2 separate regions of the Gossypium arboreum genome follow, and region 1 is linked to region 2. The links are chromatin contacts, called in public Hi-C maps. All regions are on one chromosome and are shown on one strand. Each heading gives the region's core, a stretch centred on a gene start, on an enhancer-like site or on the middle of the called end of the contact. The rest is flanking DNA. Distances are from core to core; before and after follow the strand shown. Region 1 has its middle 15 kb from the start of LOC108489333. Region 2 has its middle 7.3 kb from the start of LOC108489213.

Region 1 (7,240 bases), core at 199-2,698, 100 kb before region 2:
CTTTTACTGTTCTTGTTCCTAATTATTATATTTTCTAGTTCTTTCATAGTTCTTGAATAATTGGTTTTTCAATCAAATATTTTCTGATTTGAATCAACTTGTATGTTCATAATTTCTTTGTGGGTATTCTAGATTATTCTTTCTTATTGTTGATTTCAATTATTTTGATATTAATAATAGTTTTTCTAGTCAAATGAAAAAAACTCATTAAAAAAATAAGAGATAGAAGATTTAGGTTTGAAAATTTTAATTAATTAAATTTTTAATTAAAATTTATTTTCATCCCATTTAGAAATCTAAGTTAGCACCTAAAATCTAGTTGTACTGCCACTTACGATTACCGTTAGAGAAATAACGGAACTTAACGGTACAGTGATCACTTCGTAATAAAATAATAACATAAGTGACTAAAACGTAATATTTTAAACATAAATAACTAAAATGTAACTTGAGACAAATAAAAATAACTATTTTTATAGATTACCTTAAGAAATATAAAGAGAAAAGTAATTTTAATATATTATGTCATATAGAATCATGGATAGATTTTCTTTCTTATTTGAATAATTAAAAGGAATCCTTACCGTGTTGTAATCGAAGGAGATGCTGTGTGATTAAGAAGCTGCAGAAAAATGAGGAAAATTATAAACTTGGTTAAAATGAAATTTTTATAAATATAATAGCTTTTATATGTATTAAACATTATTTTATATTTTTGGAGGGGCAAAGCGCCGCCCTGCCTATCTTGTACTTCAGATACTTTGCAACAATTGGAAATGTGCTCAGTAACAGCCCACAATCTTGTCGAGATGGGTTTGACTATTTACTTCAATCATTATTGTTTTGAATACGATCACATCAAATTACAAATGTTTTAGTTGAGAATGCTTTAATTTTATCTAGGGTAAGGGTTTTGATTGATTTTGGAATTAAAATAAAATTAGTTAAAAATAAATAATTGGAAGAAGGAAAATTTCATATATGTATCGTTCCACAGGGCTTATGCTATCAATATAAATATAAAGAGCTTAAAAATTCAATGTAACAGTTCACATGTAAATTACATGATAGGCTAATGACAAATAAGTGAAGATCTCTAATGGTGATAAGCGGTTGGGTAGTATGTATAACGAAATTATAGTATTTATATCTGATTATATTTCTTTTAGAGTTTTACTATCACAATATAATATATTTACAATTACAAATATAATATTAGTTTAGATATATATTTGATTAATTACTATGATTTTGCTTTTTGAAAATTAGATTTAAGGATTTTTTTATTAAAATTTTCAATGAGCAAAATGTCATGTTTAGGTATGTTAAACATACTCAATTAAATATATTGTTGCTACCATGCTTTGCCAGTAATTTATCTTGCATCATGCATGCTTCGTCTGGGACCAAGGATATGCCACTTAACCACCCTAATAACACAACCACACAAATGAGACAGTGGCGACCTAACAAGGAATGATTGAATGACAAGCATGTCTATTAGAGGAGGACATGTGGCATAGAAGAGTAAACATTATATATACATCTCTTGGCTCCATAGTAGGGAGTCTTCTTCTTCTTCTTCCTTATTCTTTAACAGCTTTCTCTCCAATTCAACAATATCTCAACCACCTTCTCTTCTCTTCATGGCTCTTCACCCCCTTAGGGTTAACTATCTTTTCAAATCTGTCCACTATCCTTTTTTCACTCACATTTTCATAATGAACAATCCTTGCAAATATAGATGAACAAGAACAAGCCCCCCACGCTCAATCGGAACCCCAAACAACTTAAGATTAACAGTTCTCTAGTGCATGACAACAATTCTCCCAATAGAAGACACAATCAAGTCGTCATTACGATCCGTATAACCTGTATGATTATATTATCCACATTATGTAAGCTATACACAATACCCCCACCTAGATATTATGTTAATTACTAAATTAACAAAGCCAACCTTATACCTCTCATGGTGAATAGACTTTGCAAAACCTTAACTTTAGCTCATAACAGTTTATGAAAGTGCAAGAGAAAATGATAATTCTTGAAAAGCATATATCTATGTAGCAACTTTGTACCAACAACAACCAACAACAGCAGGAAGTAAACTTGCGAAACGAGAAGATCATTAAAGAGCTCAGGGAAAACAAAAATCTTTAAAAGTAAAATCCTACCAGAGGTAAAAAGAAGAAATCTCCCAATCTTTTCTTAACAAGTGGAGGAAACTAAGGTCTGATAGAACTCCAATGTTGAACCCACCATATCAGTTGCAAATGCAAGATAATTAATAACTAGCTCACTTTTCTTAAGATCAAATACAAGCCCTCAGAAAAGAAAATGAATTGCTTTTTGCAATACCAAGTCCGTTGGATTTGAATGAGACTATTCCAATAAGACTTTGGCTCTAAATGTGGCAAGAGAGTTCATGTCTCCAACTTTGATGTTGCCTAAGATGACCCCTAAGAGCATTTGGCACACTACAACAACCACATGAATATGCTAGGCACCTTCAATGCATTGAAGTGTCTTGCCTTTTTGATGACCTTAAGAGACCATGCAAGAGATTGGTATTTTTCCTCTCCAAGAGGGGCTCCATTCATTTTTAAATGAGCTTGCAAACCTATTTATGAACAGGTTCTTTTATTAGGATTTTGTGCCCTTAGTGTAAGGGTTACGTCATTCTACTTATAATTTTCAAACTGATTAGATAAATAAAATTCTATAATTAATTTATTATATTTTTGTATGGTTTTCCTCAAATGATTTTTGCATGAAAAGAAAAATGAATGAACGCATATTAGCTAATTTATTACCTAAAGGTTTAACAAATATTAAGCTGCATCATATTGTAGGATTATGACGTGAGAAGACAACTTATATGAGTAGGTAATCTAAATTGTTCGTAGTTTATGGAATAAAACTGAGCAATTGACTCATAGGGTTAGTCAAAATTGAGAGATACCTTACCTTGAGTATCAGAGCAGTTGACTCTCAGAAAATAGAAACATATACGTGATTGTCTAGATTGACAATATATTAGACTAGAACCAAGTATAATTTATCTTGGATCCATTTATGAATTTCTTCACTTTTAACGTTCATGGTGTGACTTACCCTAATACTGAGTAAGTAATTAACCATGTTTACCTAACTTATGGATTAGTCCATCCCAATGAGTTTTAATAGAACTCTAATTTTTATTGAAATATTATTTTTCCTTCTATTTATTCTAGTAGAACTCTTGTGATTTTTTCCCTATACATAGAGGCTAGGGGTTGCTGAAATATCAACACGTATATTTGAGGATACTCTGATAAATTTTAATGAAAATTTTATTTGGGTTATTTTTTGAACTCAAATAAATTCTATTTTTCGTGAGTACTTTTCGTTCAAATTTGTGAGATTATAATTGTATTTTCCTTGGCAATTATAACTCAAATTTGTGAGATTTAATTTTTCAGTTTTGGATTTCCTCTAGAGAAAGTCGACTTTTCATATTAGAAAGTCTCAATTTTCATCTTGTGTTCAATTTTTTAAATAGAGCCCACATTCTAAGCATTTAAGGGTTCAAAAATAGCGGAGAAGATCATTCGATTGAAAGCTAAAAGGATTTAGATACTAGATCCAAGATTCAACATATCTCCTTAGCTTGAAAACATATCAAATTTGGTGAATAATAATATCACAACTAAAGTATAATTTTATGAAAAGTTTTGGGATTCCATTATGCAACAAAACTATTTTTCATAACATATTTTCAATAATTGGTATTAAAGTCAAGTTGTGCTATATCTATTAGTATAAATAGTTACCAAATTGTTTCCTCTTTTTCTTGTTTGATTAAATTGATAGAAAGTGGCATTCTTAATTTTAAGCATGTTTTGGGTATTTATATGTTAATGGATGTTTCTTAATTATATAATTATTGTATTATGTAATTTTGCCAAAGTCGTGGTTCCTAGAATTGGATTGATTGTATCTAAGTTATTTTTTGGATATGTGATTATACCGTGGACTATCATATTCACATAGGTTTTCTAATTTTTTGAAATTAGAAAATCTTATGAGGCAAAAAACTAGGAATCTTGTAACAAAATTTAGAACAGAGACCTCGTACCTCAAACATATTCAATGAGCAAATTGGTACACCTCTCTCGGAACTTCAGATTTTGGCTTAACGAGTTTTTGGTCTAGTGTTTGAAATCTGTTTGTTGCGAAACTTTAGATTTTTTGTATGATCAAAGTTTCAAACATCATGGAAAGATCAAATTTTGAGAAGTAGATTCAAAAACTAAGGAAAATAAAAAGTTTTTTTCCATAAAAATTTCAGTAAATAATGAAAAACATATTTATAATCGAGATTAGATGAGTTTGTATGCAGGATTGATGGCATGGTCGACCATCTAGAAAAGTTCAAGACCCAAATTATGCTTTGGAAAAACTTTGTAATCTTTTTACAATTCATCTTTTTCTTAGGATAGAACCATGGAAACTTTTGTTGGTTTGAGTCAATTTTATTTTTTATTATGGATTTGATATTGATGATATATTGTATGATTAAATTACAATGAAATCAATACGCATCCCATGCATATATGATGAAGCATGTTGTATAGATTAGAAAAAGCTGCGACTTGATCCTATTTTTACATTTAATCATTCATCCATGAAACTTGAATTCAAAAACCTTGCATATTTTTAAAAGATTGAGTGGGAGAGGGTCTCTAAACAAGACTTACGGTCTCCATCAATGGTCTCTAAGTGATAGCATGATAATACTTCGAGTCAGTTTTACCCTAGTCACACCCTATGGTAAATATTATCATGTGGGTTCACTAGGCGAGATTTCCTTTAAGAGAATAACTAGTCATATATGATTCTTGTTGAGATTACCCCGCGATGACTCATATTGAGAACATATTTATGATGGGTGTAGTGTTAACGATTATACACTCAAGATTATTTAAATTAAATAATTTCCCATAAAGATATATTTCAAATGTGAAACAATTATTAATGTGTGGTAGTCTATAATGGTTTAGATTCTGATATTAATTGGATGAAATCCATGTTCTTACTAGTTGATTATGATTACCCCAAGATAACATAATTTAATGGGTGCAAGAATTATTGTTGCAATGACTTGCATTTTTTCAAGGGTAAATGCAAGAAACATGCATTATGTTTAGTGCATCTTGCATATTGCAAAACTGGTTGAAATACTTCTTCAATAAAAAAGATAATTAATTTTTGGTAAATTTTATTTTCAATTCGAAATGACATCAACTCCTCTCAATAATATTCTAACTGAAAACAAGTTGAGCGAAAATAATTATAAGGAATGGAAACAAAACTTGCACATTGTTCACAACTACAAAAAACAAAAGTTTGTGCTTGATGAAGCATACCCTCATAAGGCCCAACATGAGGTAGAAGCCCATATAAAGGACTTAAAATGAAATAGCTCGTTGCTATATACTTGCAATTGTTAGAATCATTCTGCAAAAGCAACATGAAAGCTATAAAAGTGTTAAAGAGATTGTGGAAAACTTGGAGGACTTATTCAAAGGCTAAGTAGCCTTAGCTCAATAGTTTGCGATAACCAGTTTGATGAACATTAAGCAAAATCTTAGAAGTCCAATAAAAGAACATATGTTTTTCCTTATGGGGTTCTTTGCAGAATTGGAGGATAGTAGGGTTGAACTAGATTATAACATCTAGATTGAAATGGTGCTTAGAACTTTGTCTAAGGACTTTACAGGCTTTAGGTGTTAGGATCTTGTGTCCTAAGTGTAGTTTATTTTTCATTTGTATATGAAAATTTTCAAACACATTGGTTTAAATAAAATTTCGTTACTTATATTAATATCATTTGCATATTGATGATTTTTGCACACAATACAAAATGCAAGCAAATATCAGCTCATTGGTTACCTAATGTTTGACTAATACTAAGTTGCATTACTTGGCCAAATAATAATGTAAGAAGACAACTTGTATTAGTAAGTAATATAAAAGGTCCATAGTCCGATGAATCTAAATTGAGCAAATTGATTAAAGGATTATCATGTCGGCTATCAAGTCAAAATGGGTAGATACTTTGTCTCTGGTATCAGAGTGGTTTACTCCCAAAAGATACAGACATAGATGCTATTGTTTGGACAAATGTTACATTAAATAGGACCCAAGTTAAATTAATCATGGATCCATTTATGGATTAATTCACTTGTGACGTTCATAGTGTGACTTACCTCAATCCTGAGTAAGTGACTGACTATGTGTGCATGGCTCATATACTTTGATGTATTAAAAGAATGAGTTCAAACAACTAAAAAGCTGAAAGTTGGTATATTGGGTATACAACTCCTACATGACATAGCTACATTTACAATAGCGGAATTCATAGCCCAATAAAAGGCAAATGGTATCCTCTCATTGACATTACATGTTAGATAGAAAAGTAACGTGGTCACGAGTCATTTGTCTAGGAAAAATAATTTAATAACTATTTGTTAGTAATTAAAATTTTTATGAAGAAAGATGTAATGGTTATCATAAGATAAAATAGGATCACATTAGGTGAACATACTTAACCCAAAGAGATAAATGATATCTTATAAGGGTAAAACACTTATGACATGGTCATTGAATAAGTACTTTTTGAGTGGTTTTTGTAACGGTATATAATAAGGGAGAGTTCAATCATGGTACTTTAATAGAATGACTCTATGATTAAATAATATTGTAATTAATAGGTGAAAATCCAGTACTTAATTACAAATTATTTGTATATGTCCAATTGGTCCCTTCGCTAGCTCGATATAGCCTAAAATGAATTGCATGTAAAACTCATACTTGTTGAATCTGGTGCCCTAAGTGTAGTATTTTCGTCCATGTACACTTGTAATGTTTTTGAATAGATTGTTTGATAAAAAAAATCATTCACTACATTAATATAATTTGTATAATTTTACTCATATGGTTTTTGCACACAAAGCAAAATAGAAGCAAATATTTCTCACTGGTTGTCTAATATTTAACTAATACTAAATGGTATTACATGGTCGAATTGTAATACGGAAAGACAACTTATATTAGTAGACGAACTTAAACATGTCATTATTCTAATCAGAAATGATAAAACCGATTGAAAGACTAATATGACTTCTATCAAGTCCAATTGGGGAAATGCTTTGTCTTGGGCACCGAAGCAGATGACTCCTAGAAGATAGAGACA
Region 2 (6,339 bases), core at 1,602-4,101:
AGTATTTACTCTTGGGCCACAAAACTTTTCTCGCTTTTACAATTTATTCCTTTCTTGAATTAATATGTCATAATATACTTCCCAGTGACATAACTCAATTTTCCTCTTCTTGTCACTTTATTTCCTTATTTTACTGTATTAAGGATAATATCTTACTGTAGAAATTTTCAGGGTGTTATAGATGGTGTACTCCCCACACGACAGACAAAAAGTGTAGGTCCCTGGGCGCCACCGCTTAACCAATGTGGATATTAAGTCCGCCCTTAAGTCAAACATTCGGATCAATGCTGCTGTGCTAAATCTGGCAGCATCCAAGTACGGGATAATTCGATCATCTGGACTGTTCAATCATCTTCAGTTTGAATTAGGCCCATCAAGAATCTTGTGATATTCAACCTTACAAAATTTGGGTCCATCACAAATCTCGTGCCCTAAGAGTGCAATTAATGAGACAAGGTTCGATTGGCCTTCGTCAAATATACTAGTGTTCTCGTTGGTGCTAATATATTTTAATAAATGTTTTCTCTTATTCAATCATCTTCTACTTGAATCAGTTTCATTGAGAATCTCATGATATTGAACTTTGCTTGATTGGGGTCCATCAGGAATCTCGTGCCCCAAGTGTGTTTTTAGTGAGACAAGGTTCGATTAGCCTTCATGGAATGCACCACTTTAAAGGGTTCCTTTGACAACCGCTATCGCACAAAGACTGCCATCAATCGTAATCGGCACCTCCTCCTCTAAAGGGTTCCCTTGACAACATAACCTTTATAGTACTCATGATCGCATAACCAATACCAACTTAGAATTGTCAACTAAGAGAACCCTATTTATACTTCAACCTATGACCGCATAACTATTAACAGGGAAATGAAATCTCCAAGTGATGGTACACTCTCAAAACAACAAATGAAATCGGTCAATGTCTGAACTCTGCCGGATCATCGTTAAATAAAACATACTTTGAACCTACCAAAATTTCTAACTATAACACAAACAAAAAATTAAGATAAATATTATTTTCCCTTATTTTCTCAACAATTAAATATTTTTCCTTGTTCTCTCAATTTTCTTCATCTTGACAAAATTTTGGGGAAAAAAAAGCCCATTTTTTTTCCTTTCTATTTTCTCAATACTGATGTTCCACTAGGGATGATATATATAGCCTGGTGGTGCCAGCAACAAGAAAGCAGACACAAAAAAAAACTTTTTTTTTTTTACAATTTTCTAGCACTAGTGCCAACAACAAAAACGCTAACACCAAATTTTTTAAAAAAATTTGAATCGATGCCAACAAAGTGAACGTCAACACCTACTAAAAAATATTTTTTCCTTTTTTTTAGATCTTGAAATACTTGTATTTTTTATAAGTATTGAGAAAAATACATACTAATGTCAGTGATCATAATGTCGGCACCAAAAATTTTAAATTTTAAAGGATTGGACTATCATGGGGCAATGATTGAAGGATGATGGGGGTTGGTGCCGATGGTTAGATGATCGGCACTCAAGTGTACTACAGAAAACATGTCATTTTTGTATAAAATTTTATACTTAGGTTATTTTCGTAAATAATTTTTATTTTTGAGTTAACTTTGAAAAAGAAAAGGTCATTTTTCGGCATATAAAATTAGAACCAAAATTTTACTTTTATTTTTCTAAAAACATCAATTTTTCGTACTATTCCATCTCAGTTTTCTATTAAATGAGGATTGATGGAGGTCGCAATCAAAGAGCCGTCCACTCATCATATTGTCAAAGACATGCTCGTAATTATTAGGTCCCACCACCACGGGTTTGAGACACGTGTACGATGAAATGCAACAAAGAAACTTTTCAGTCTCTCTAAGCTTCACTTAATTTAAAAAACCAATACCAAAATGCAGCCTTCCATTGGCTTAGCCTACCTGACTTGGCTCCATCTTACCGACCAAAACCTTTGATTTTCCTTTTTTTATTCTAAGTGCTAACCGACATTTTCTTATTTTATTTTTTTATTCACCTTTCGTCATTCTAGATTGTTCTATTTCTTTAATTCTAAACCTTCCATTATTTCATTTTGACCTTTAATTTGTTTCGTTTATATTATACATTTTATTTTTTAAAAGGTTTAATTTAGATTTTTAATTTTAATTTTAATTTGATAAAATTATTTAATTTTAAAAATTAAAATACAATTGATAACACATATTCCTATTTAATAATATTTTAAAAGAACAAAATAAATTTAAAATTTTAAAAGTTTAAAATGTAATTCTATTTTTAAAAGTCAAGAATCTAATTTAAAACTCGATTAATAATTTTACCGAAAATTAAAAATAAAGGACTAAAAGAGTAAAAAAATAGAGAGGGAATTGAACCGGTTTAAAATATATACAAACATGTCATACAAAAGTGTTGGGATCAATTAAAGATCTTATTACCAAAGATATTTGACTTAAATATTTTTTATGTTTATTATTTTATCTAATATCTATCCCTTTTCTTTTTAATTAATTTTCATTTTATCTTTAAAAATATTTTATTTTCTTTTACTTATTTAGTTATTATATTTATTTTAATAATATTAGTTACTATTTCACTCAAACAATAAGCAAAAATATATACACATCAACTTTGTGATTGAAGAAAAAATGATGTAAAATGATGTTTTCAAAGAAAAAAAATTAAGTAATAAACAAGTATCAGAGTTAAACGACATAATTTTAGCTTTTCAAACGAATTACGAGAGGGAAACGACGACGTAAAGCATAGAAAGTCACAAGCATGATGCATGCATATGATCCATGATGAGATGCATTTCACATCCAAACAAGATATATTCCTACCACGACATTGTGCCACGTCCTATAACCGTGTTGTTATCTATAGCTACTCCCTGATTGGCTGTCTGTTCTGGGAGCTATTTGGATCTTTGGGGAGTTTTCTTAAAAATTCATTTATTATTGGTTTAATTATAAATTCCAGCGCTCTTCTTTATGAAATTTGTGATTTTAGTTTCTTTATTTTAAAAAATTAGAATTTGGTCCTTATGCTTTATGAAAACTGCAATGTTATTTAAATCAGGCCGGACCATCGATTTATTGATCCAGATATAGGGGGTGAATTAGCCTCTGATCAAACCCCCTCAAAACCAATAAAATGGAAATTGGAAAAAAATCGATGGTTGAATCGATTTTATAAAAGTTTAATTTTAAAATTATTTTTAATTCTATTAATTTTAACTATTAATTTAATTATTGTTGGACCAACACTTAAATCGGTTAAATTGAATATTAGTGCTCTAATTTATTTGACTAACCTAATTATTAAAACATTGAAAAATAAAATAAAAAAGTAGCTCAATTAGGTAACACTGTTACATCTTTCCATCAAATCAAAGATCTAAAACTAATAGTTAAACATTCAGATACAATAAATTACTAAAATTTTACAGTTTAATAATATATGTGCAACAAATTAACAAAACCAATAATTTAAGCTCACATGCTTACTAACAACTACATGAACATATATTTCTATATTTTTGAATTTTATATATAAATTATCATGTATTTTAGATTTGGTGTCCACATTATATAACATTCGCCTCTTTGACCAAATTGTATTTTATATTAACTAAGTTTTTTTCAATTTTTAATTATATAACTTTAATAATAATCATCATCAAATATTAATGTATGGTAGGTCTTAAAATACTAAACTTAGAGGCCCAATATGAGTTTTAAAGTCAAATTCTAGAATTAATTGATTTGGTCCATACCCATACATATTAGGTTAGTGGTTTTCTTGTATTTTGATTTGTATGTCTTTGATTTGGTTCATGTGAAGGACACTACATCGTTAGCTTTGAAGAAAGCAATCTATGAAGTTCTTTTATGTCATTGCCTTAATGTGAATGATATTCATGATCAAGGATATGATTGTGCAAGTAATATGCATGGCGAATGAAACGGCTTGCAAACGTTATTTGCTAAAAAGTGTTGATTTGTATACTATGTTCATTTCCTCGCTCATCGTTTCCAGTTAACTCTAGTAGCTGCATCCAATGAGGTTATTCCTATTTGTCAATTTTTTTCATACTTGACTAGTATAATCAATTTGGTTGCTTCTTCAAGCAAACAACATGATCAGTTAAGGGACATTGAGGCATCTCATAAAGCAGAGTTATTAATAGTGGTGAGCTTGAAACTGGCAAAGGGAAAAAATCAAGTTGGTACTTTTCAACGTCCAGCCAATACCCGATGGGGATCTCATTTAGCTTCTCTTAATAGCTTCATGAAGATGTTCAATTCTGTCTGTGTTGTATTACAGGATATCATCAATTTGACAACCTTACTCAAAGGAGTAAAGCTAATGGAATATATGATGTAATGACATCCATTGAATTTGTTTTCATCCTGTATTTCATGATTGAGATGCTTGGAATCACTAATGATCTCTATCAAGTATTGCAATATAAATCGCAAGATATACTAAATGTGATGCAACTAGTGTCATGAACTAAAACGTTTATCGAGAAATTCAAAGAACATGGATGAGATCTTTTATTTGAGAAAGTGAAATTATTTTTGTAAATATCATGCGATAGAAGTCCCCAATTTAAGTGTTTCGTACAAAATTGGTCGAGGTCGGTCTCACATCCAAAGAGATAACCTCACAATTAAGCATCACTATCAGTTTGATATATTCATTGCCAGTATCGATTTATTGCAAATAGAAATGAATTCTCGCTTTAATGATGAAGTAGTGGAGTTACTTGTTCTTAGCTCCCATTTGGATCCACGTGATAATTACAAAACTTTTCGGGTGGAAGATAACTGCAAACTTATGAATGATTTTTATCCTGATTTTGTTGATCAATAAAAACTACACATGAAGATTCAATTGGAGCATTTTAAACTTGATGCTCATTAAAACATGGAATTATAGAAAGCTTCTACAGTTGCCAAGTGCTAGCTAAGACAAATAAGTCAAGTATTTATATTTTTCTTGATAGAATTATTCGTCTAGTGCTAACTCTTCCTATAACAGCCTATTTTCAGTGAAATTGGAACAGTGGTTTCGGGACCACAAATCCGACCCAAAAATATGATTTATTTTTATTTTATTATATGATCTGTGATATGGTATATATGTCGTGTGAAAATTTTGATACAAAAATTTTATCGATTTAGTGCTTAATTACGAGAAGGACTAAATTGCATAAAATGCGAAAGTGGAATTCTAGTAGCTATAAGGATCAAATAGCTATGGAATTCAAAAATTAATGTCCTTATATGGTAATTAGACAATTAAAAAAATTATGTAGATTTTCTTAGTGACTCATCCATGGAATTATAGAAAAAAGGTAAGGACTAAATTGGAAATACCAAAATACTTAACTAATTAAAAGAAGAAAAGAAATATATCATCTTATTTTCATCATCTTCAACCTAAAATTTTATGGAAACCCTAAGAGAGAGGGGAGAAACTTTCAAGGCTTAATTGGGTAAGTTATCTTGTATCGTTTTTAGTAATTTTGGTATTTTTGAAATTGGGATAGCTTAATCTCTCTATTTGAGGGATTAATTTGAAAAGATATCAAAGTATGCAAATGGGTCATGGATGTATTATGCTGGAAATTAGAAATTTATGGTATAAAATGAAATATTATTGATAGATAAACAACTTTTACAAAGTGATTTTTGATGAAAACATGATTTAGGGACTTAAATGAAAAGTTGTAAAATTTGATGAAAAATTATGAAATTTTATGGATACATGTGTTGGAAATTTTGTAATGGGCTTTGGTTAGGCTTGGAATAGAGAGTAATTTGCACAAGTTTTATTTTTCGGGCCTAGGGATAAAATCGAAATTTATAGAAAAATTAGGGGCAAAATGGTAATTTTTCCTAGGACGTAAATTGAGTCCATTTAAATATGAAATGTGTGAAATTGATAGTTAAATTCATTTATATAGATCCGGACAGCACTAATTCGAGGTTAGATCGAGGAAAAGAAAAGATTTCGGATTAGTAGACTTTTACGCGAACAAGTGTCGAGGTAAGTTCGTGTAACTTAATCCGGCATGTAAATATGTTTAATTGAATGTTGTGTTGTATGGAACGTGATTTATATTGAAGTACATTAATTGAATGTTATAATAAGAAACTTAATACGTGTTTGAAATGATGATAAAGGGTTAGATCCCGATTGAATATTGAATTCCGACAATTGTATGCGTTTTCCCGAAACAAATAGGGTCCTACATATGTTGCGGATGAGATTTAGCTTGGACGAGTAATCCCAATGACCTTGTTATAGAAAATATTTAGCCTGGATCGGTAATCCCAATAT

Evidence for each region. A called contact is a pair of places that touch in the nucleus more often than the background predicts.
Region 1: a Hi-C map of leaf shows a contact between it and region 2, with 2.8 times the contacts expected there. The contact joins two enhancer-like sites. A contact is called at or near these places in 2 of 5 Hi-C or Micro-C datasets (both in leaf).

The regions. Positions count from the first base shown.
Region 1 is chr3:127,696,294-127,703,533 of ASM2569848v2, reverse strand. No RefSeq gene overlaps it. Among protein-coding and RNA genes, the nearest start is that of LOC108489333, 15 kb to the left of the region's middle. Within about 2 kb of position 1,448, at least 1 of the 2 cell types and tissues checked has an H3K27ac peak or open chromatin away from gene starts, as enhancers often do. A contact at or near this core is called in leaf, where this site is marked.
Region 2 is chr3:127,596,098-127,602,436 of ASM2569848v2, reverse strand. No RefSeq gene overlaps it. Among protein-coding and RNA genes, the nearest start is that of LOC108489213, 7.3 kb to the right of the region's middle. Within about 2 kb of position 2,851, at least 1 of the 2 cell types and tissues checked has an H3K27ac peak or open chromatin away from gene starts, as enhancers often do. A contact at or near this core is called in leaf, where this site is marked.